2 separate regions of the Mus musculus genome follow, and region 2 is linked to region 1. Evidence: chromatin contacts called from public promoter capture Hi-C data. All regions are on one chromosome and are shown on one strand. Each heading gives the region's core, a stretch centred on a gene start, on an enhancer-like site or on the middle of the called end of the contact. The rest is flanking DNA. Distances are from core to core; before and after follow the strand shown. Region 1 holds the start of Mip (major intrinsic protein of lens fiber). Region 2 overlaps Lrp1 (low density lipoprotein receptor-related protein 1).

Region 1 (3,335 bases), core at 327-2,826:
GATATAGCAGTTGTAAGAAAGTTTATCCCTTTGTACCAACTGGTACTGAATAGGGTATATATATAATACTTAGGATTAAAGGTGGAGTAGGAAGGAAAGAACCCTTATAAGTTGGTAATACTTTAGGGTCCCTAGATTCCTTGAGTAAGAAATTTCCCACCTCTCTTGCTTACCCCAAAGAGGTGCCCCAGGGTGAGGGAGAAGCCAACAGCCAGGGCTACAGAGCCCATGCGGCCATTCCGCCTCTCGTCGTATGTAGCAAAGATGCAGAGCACGAACTGGAGCGTCAAGAAGATCTCCACAGTGGTGGCCTGGCCCACGCTCACCCCAGCATGCAGCTGGCCAAAGGGGACAGAAACAGAGGCAACTGTTAGCCCTGCCACGCTGTTCCCACTTGAAGCAGGCACCCCTTACACTTCAGTTCCCGGGAGAGGATGCGGAGCCCCTCCCAAGCCAGTGTTGCTATCCTAACAGAGCTTCTTTGTTGTAGAAATGATTGCACTCACTCACCTGAGAGGGGAAACTGAGACTTTATAAAGTAAAATAAATCTAAGAGCCTGGCCTGGCAGTGGTGACACTTGCCTTTAATCCCAGCATTCAGGAGGCAGAGGCAGGCCTCCTCTGTAAGTCTGAAGTCACCCTGGTCTACAGAGCTTCCAGGATAGCCAGGGCTACACAGAGAAACCCTGTCTTAAGGAGTAGGGGAGAGAAGAGCTGGGTGTGCAGCTCATTTGATGTGACTTGCCTCTTAGCATGCGTGAGGCCCTGGTTCCATTCCCAGCACTACATAAACTGGATGTGTTTGGGTGTACCTGTCTGTAATCTTAGCACTTGGGGGAGGGGGTGGTGAGTAGAGGCAGAAGGACTCTTTGGCTATGTAGGAAGGCTAGGTCTAGAGTCCTGCGCCTGCCCCACCCCCACCCCTGGCCCTCCAGCTCAAAACAGAAGGAAAGGGGACTTGAACTCAACTTTCTGGATTCACCACGGAGGCCTCTATGCTTTCCTTTCCCCTCCAGAGCACTTATGGCTCACACACATGCACACGCACGTGCACACGCACACACACACACACACACAACCATGAGCAAGCATGCCAGGCCAACAGTCAGGACACTGTGTTCCCCAACCCTTAGCCAGCCCTTACCGTGTTGAGCGCTAGGTTTCCTCGGACAGCTGGTGGGGTGACACTGTACAGCACAGCCGCCCCAGCCACAGCTCCCAGAAGCTGGGCTGCTATATAGCAGAAAGCCCGGAGCAAGGACATCTGGGAGCCCACAAGGAAGGCAAAAGTGACCGCAGGGTTGACATGGGCTCCACTGATGTGACCCACAGTCTGCACCAATGTAGCCAAGGCCAGGCCAAAGGCCAAAGCCACTTGCAAGACATGTAGGGGCCCAGGGGCCCAACGTAGCGAGGCTCCAAGCCCAAAGAAGACATAGAAGAGGGTGGCAAAGAACTCAGCAAATATGGCCCTCCAAAAGGAGGCAGACCGAAGTTCCCACATGGCAGTGGGGGTGAACACAGTGCCTGGGTCCCTAATAACCCCCTGGACCTGCCTGGGTTGACAGTCCCCTTTATAGAGGACTCTTAATCCCTGGGAGGGGCAGGTTGAGGTAATTGGCTCTGCCTCTTAACCCCTTCACAGCTGTGGAGGTCTGAATCGAACTTCTGGTAAAGAGGTTGGATTTCCTTTTCTCTCTCCTCAGCAGGGGGAGGGGCGGGGATGAGCGCAGAAGCCAAGGAGCCAGAAGTATGGGGTCCATGGATGGAGAACTAGAACAGTGTGTCTGTGTGTGTCAAAGCTGAGGCTCATAGTATAGTCCTGACTGACACCTGGTTTAGAACATTCCTCAGATTTCTTGGAAGGTAGTTAGGTTGAGTTCACTTCCTCTAAGATAGGGTGGGCTCGCTCATGGGGGTCTCTGGCTCCCTTGAGTCTATTGGGGTTAAGGGTGGGGGAGGGGGTAAGGAGTGGGGTGCAGCAGGGGAATTGAATAACTGAAGAGAATTCTTTAGTTCCCTGGGATTAGGGGGCCTTCTCCCATTGGCTGGTTTGGACTGGAATCTGTGGACCCTGCAGCTCTGGAACTGAATAGTTCTGCTGTGTCTGGCTTTCTCAGAGCCCCGGAGTTCCCTACCCCCTGGCCATGCCAGCGTCTCCCTTTCCAAACCATCAGCCTGCCCTTTTAAACCAGGGGGTGGGGAAACATGATCTGAAAGTGGGGTTGGGGTCCCAGAAGGAGGAAACGTGGTCCGTTTTCCCACTTTCTTGCCACGCTGTGCCTTTTCCTAACCCATGTGAGGTAGCAGGAGGTGGTGGATGAGAAGAAACAGTCACTTGGCAAAACAGCTCAGTCAGTTCTCCAGGACAGCTGAGAGCAAGACTGGAGTGCCCACCCTCAACCCAGACGCAGAAGAATCTGGGTCAAGGGGAAAGAGGTTCAGCTCTGTTCAGCTTCAGAGAGGGACATGGGGCCTAGGAGAGCGGGGCTCTGTGAATAGAGAAGGAAAAATGGGGTTCCGAGACAGACTCCTCCACCTGGGAAGTCATACAGGTCAGCAGAGCTTTTCATGTGAAGCCCTGGAGCAGACCCTGTAGGGATGGCTCAGCCAGTGCCTCTCCTCCAGTGGGGAGTGAGAAGGAACACATTAGGGAGTTGTGTTTCTGTCCTGCAATGTGCAACTTGGGGTTGGATGGTACAGACAGTACAGTGACGGTGGAGGGCCCCTGTAACCCACAGAACAGCAGGGGAAGTTGTCAAGACCAGGGGCACTCACAGGGACTGATGAAGAGAAACAGTAACATCCATGGACCCTTGAACATCCCAGGAGCATCTCAAAAGACTCCTGACTTCAGGTCCTGTAACCTTCGTAGCATCTCACTCTGTAGATCCCAGTCACCTACGTCAACCCCAGAAAATGCAGGGTTTGTGCTGCCTGCAGGAAATGGCCTCAGAGAGGAGCAAGGTTAGCACATCACAGATAGGAGTTGAGACCCTCTGAGTGTATGCTGAGGCAGGTGGGTGTGAGGATACAAAGTGACAGAAGTGTTTTAGCTACAACATAAGACAGAACTATAGAGGTTAAGGGGGGACGGAGGACCTCACCCCAAGTATCTGTGCCAGGCTCACCACACCCACACTCAGAGCCAGGGCTAGTCACATAGGGTGAGAGTCTCCTGCCTGGCACAAAGCTTCCACAGGGACATGGGGCATGGAGGACCATCTCTACCAAGATTAGAATAATAGTGCCCAAGACTTAAGCAGCAAGCCCATGACCAACCTAGACTACATAAAAAGTACCAGGCTGCCCAGGACTATATAGGAAAACTGTCT
Region 2 (3,752 bases), core at 914-3,413, 660 kb after region 1:
ACATTGTCCTTTACATGGAGCCAGAAGGAGGCCTCTTCCTTCCTTGCACTGATTTCATTCCACACCAAGATATGCAAGCACAGGCAGCAGACACGGGCCCAGGTGCAACTCTCCCTGAGTGGGAGTCAGCAGATCCAGCGAGCTTCTTACCCTGAACTCAGGAGTCAGGGTCTCAGGGGTGTGCACATGAAAGCTGAGCCTGGCAGCCAGTGGCCCTGCCAGAGCTGTGAAAGCCACAGAGCTGTCACCAGAAAGAGTCTCAGCACTCAGCACTGCCTTTTACCACTTCAGGTTTTCCCTTTGCTGCTGCTGTTGCTGCTGCCGCTGCTGCCGCTTCCTCCTCCTCCTCCTCCTCCTCCTCCTCCCTCCTTCCTTCCTCCTCCTCTTCCTCCTTCTCCTCCTCCTCCTCCACCTCCTCCCTCCTTCCTTCTTCCTCCTCCTCCCTCCTTCCTTCCTCCTCCTCTTCTTCTTCTCCTCTTTCTTCTCCTTCTCCTCCTTGTTCTTCTTCTCCTCCTCCTCCTTTCTCCCTCTTGTTTTTCTTCTCCTCTTCCTCCTTCTCCTCCTCCTCCTCCACCTCCTCCCTCCTTCCTTCTTCCTCCTCCTCCCTCCTTCCTTCCTCCTCCTCTTCTTCTTCTCCTCTTTCTTCTCCTTCTCCTCCTTGTTCTTCTTCTCCTCCTCCTCCTTTCTCCCTCTTGTTTTTCTTCTCCTCCTCCTCATCTTCCTCTTCCTCCTCCTCCTCCTCCTCTCTCCAGCCCCACTTCTTCCCGGAGCGGAAGGCTTAAGATTTATTTATTTTATGTATATGAGTACAATGTCACTCTCTTCAGACACACCAAAAGAGGGCATCAGGTCTCATTCTGGATGGCTATGAGCCACCATGTGATTTCTGGGGATTGAACTCAGGACCTCTGGATGAGCAGTCAGTGCTCTTAACCGCTGAGCCATCTCATCCCCACCCCCTTCTTCTTTACTTCTTTACTTCTTTTTTTTTTTTTAAGATTTATTTATTTATTATACATAAGTACACTGTAGCTGTCTTCAGACACTCCAGAAGAGGGTGTCAGATCTCATTACGGATGGTTGTGAGCCACCATGTAGTTGCTGGGAATTGAACTCAGGACCTTCAGAATAGCAGTCAGTTATCTTAACCTCTGAGCCATCTCTCCAGCCCCACTCCTTTACTTTTTTAAGAAACATTTTGTAGCCACACATAACCTTGATTTGAACTTCTGATCCTCCTGCCTGCACAGCACTGGGGTCATCTGGGATTATAGGTGTGCGCCACTACCATACCCTTTTTTTTTATGTTGTGGTAGGACTTGAACCCAGAGCTTTGTGCATGCTAGGTAGGTGAGCACTGTGTTACCCAAGGTCTATTCCCATTCCTCCTTTGTTCCTCTCTTCATCCAGGAGGTCCATTCAGACCAGCCAGGTGCTGACTAGGTACTGCATAGAAAAGAATAGACCTGTCCCTCTGTCCTTCTGTCTCCTGGCACACTTTCTCTACGACATCCTGTCTGTGTCTAAAAATGGAGCGTCTGAGGGCTGGTGGAGCTCGTGCTCAGCATGTGCAGGACGTTGGGCCCAGCCCCAGCACCTAAACTGGATACTCTCAATCTCAGCTCCATCAGGAGAGACTGGGAGCCAGCCCCTCCTATCACGCTCTCTGTTGTCCGTCCTACAGTGTGCTCCGCCTCTGGCAGTCACATAGACACGCCCCAGGGAGCCCCGGAGCCTCCGCTGGCTGCTGCTCACAGCACTGTTCAGCTCTGTCTTTTTAGTTACATCTGCTTTATAAAACATTCCAGCTCAGCCCAGCGTGATGGCGCACGCCTTCAATCCCAGCACTTGGGAGGCAGAGGCAGGTGTATTTCTAAGTTTGAGGCCAGCCTGGTCTACAGAGTGAGTTCAGGACAGCCAGGGCCACACAGAGAAACCCTGTCTCGACCACCCCATGCTCCCCCTCCCCCCAAAAAATTCCAGTTCAAGGCCTCTGCAAGCAGGAAGCTTTCCAGTCTGGCCCCAGAGGAATAGTAGAATTCAGTTAGCCGGAATCTCCCCCATACATGAATAAACAGAACTCCACTTCTGAAGAGTGTGACCACACATAGGCCGGGAGTGGGGGGTGGGCAAGAGAAGAGGAAGGAAGGTGCCACGGATCATGACGCAGGTGGTGTGACGTGGCTCTGTGAGGGGCCCTGGGGCCCTGGCAAGTCTGACCAAAGAGCCCTCGGAGGAACTCCCGGTTCCCACAATTCCAGGGGAGCCAGTCATGCCCTTAGCACCTACCAGGCTGCCCCTCTGCTTCTGCTGGTTGGCCCTTCTCAACCCACAGCTGTTCCTGTCTCTTCACAGATGTGGGCTCTGTGGAAGGCCTGGCCTATCACCGTGGCTGGGACACACTGTACTGGACAAGCTACACCACATCCACCATCACCCGCCACACCGTGGACCAGACTCGCCCAGGGGCCTTCGAGAGGGAGACAGTCATCACCATGTCCGGAGACGACCACCCGAGAGCCTTTGTGCTGGATGAGTGCCAGAAGTGAGCTGCTGGGCCTGGGGGGTGGGAGCTATGTCATACGGGAACAGAAAGGGGACAGGCAGGGCCCACCATTTCTGGCCTCAGTGAGATGCATCACCTCTCAGGGCGCTGCTTAATACAAGTGTCAGAAATGAAGGGAGGTTGAGGGCCGTGGGAGATGCCTCTGGCTTTGTGACTGGCATTCATCACACAGTACCGTGGGACTCAAAGCTTCAGCGAAGGCTCACTGACCTTGAGGATATGGGCTGGGCCTGTTCAAACCCCTTGCTGAGCAGAGGTCTTATTACAGTGACCAAGAGGCATTGTGAAGGCAGTTGTGAGCACAAGGCCCCAAAGTGAGAAAAGCAAGAAAAGGTCAAACAGGACAGCAACGGGACTGCCCACCATTTGGGCAAGGCTAGCCTGAGCAGGCAGGGAGTCTGGTCTACCTGTCCTGCCTACCCTGTCTTTCTTCATTTTGATGTGCAGGTTACTAGTGAGTCACACCCTCTGCATAGCAGTCCTGGCTCACGTCTGAGCGACCTGCCCTCCCCAGTTCAGCTGGAATCAGAATGCTTTCTATCAGCCTCACTAGGAAACTAAAGCAATGCCACAGCCTTGGTGACCTCACCTGTCTGGGCTGGTCCTGGGGCCTGTCCTTCCTGGGCCTAGAGCCTCTGGGGAGGGGCTGTCATGATATTTTTCTGCCATTCTAAAAGAGGCATCCTCGGTTTCAACCAAGTCCCTCCTGGCTGAGCCCAGGAAAGTGCTCTCTCTTTCTCTCTCTCTCTCTAGAGCCCCAGAGCCAGTGGCTTCAAAAAAACCCAAGTACACAGAGAATGGACTGGTTGGCAGAGGGTGGAGGATTTCATGACTGCCAAAGACCTGCCCTGTGGAAGTCTGGGAGAATGTCATCAGGGAGGCAGCTCAGGGGTGACTAGAGGGCTGAGATTGTCTTAGGTTAGGGGAGAGAGCTGGAAGGAGCCAGTATGTCAGGATAGTGGTTCAGCCAGCCAGCCATACTCCTCCTGATCCTCACTGAAGCATTAGTGTCCTTGGAAATCAGATAGTTGGACAGGTAGAACGTCCACTGTATTTCTAGTTGCTGACCCTCTGCCCCAAGGAAGCCTCCCCTCCCCCACCCCACCATCCCACAAAGCAGCTTTGCCAAACTCTTAACTCAGGGTACATCCCATGTAAGTCAATTTGGTGCTCCGCTGTGAGTGTG

What was found. Promoter capture Hi-C pulls out the DNA fragments that hold promoters and counts their contacts.
Region 2: a contact with region 1 is called in a promoter capture Hi-C map of stem cell-derived epiblast-like cells, with 2.8 times the contacts expected there. The contact joins the enhancer-like site here to the promoter of Mip in region 1. A contact is called at or near these places in 7 of 39 promoter capture datasets (3T3-L1-derived adipocytes, the C10 cell line, cranial neural crest and 3 more) and 2 of 115 datasets of contacts at active chromatin or transcription factors (embryonic stem cells and stem cell-derived neural progenitor cells).

Annotation. Positions count from the first base shown.
Region 1 is chr10:128,224,051-128,227,385 of GRCm38.p6, reverse strand. It overlaps Mip (major intrinsic protein of lens fiber), which reads right to left and starts at 1,576. Exons shown (of 4, transcript NM_008600.5): 1 at 1,145-1,576; 2 at 174-338. The coding sequence starts at 1,504.
Region 2 is chr10:127,562,397-127,566,148 of GRCm38.p6, reverse strand. Lrp1 (low density lipoprotein receptor-related protein 1) reads left to right here. Exons shown (of 89, transcript NM_008512.2): 42 at 2,356-2,545. Among named protein-coding and RNA genes, the nearest start is that of Nxph4, 30 kb to the right of the region's middle. Within about 2 kb of position 2,163, at least 77 of the 459 cell types and tissues checked have an H3K27ac peak or open chromatin away from gene starts, as enhancers often do. A contact at or near this core is called in embryonic stem cells, where this site is marked.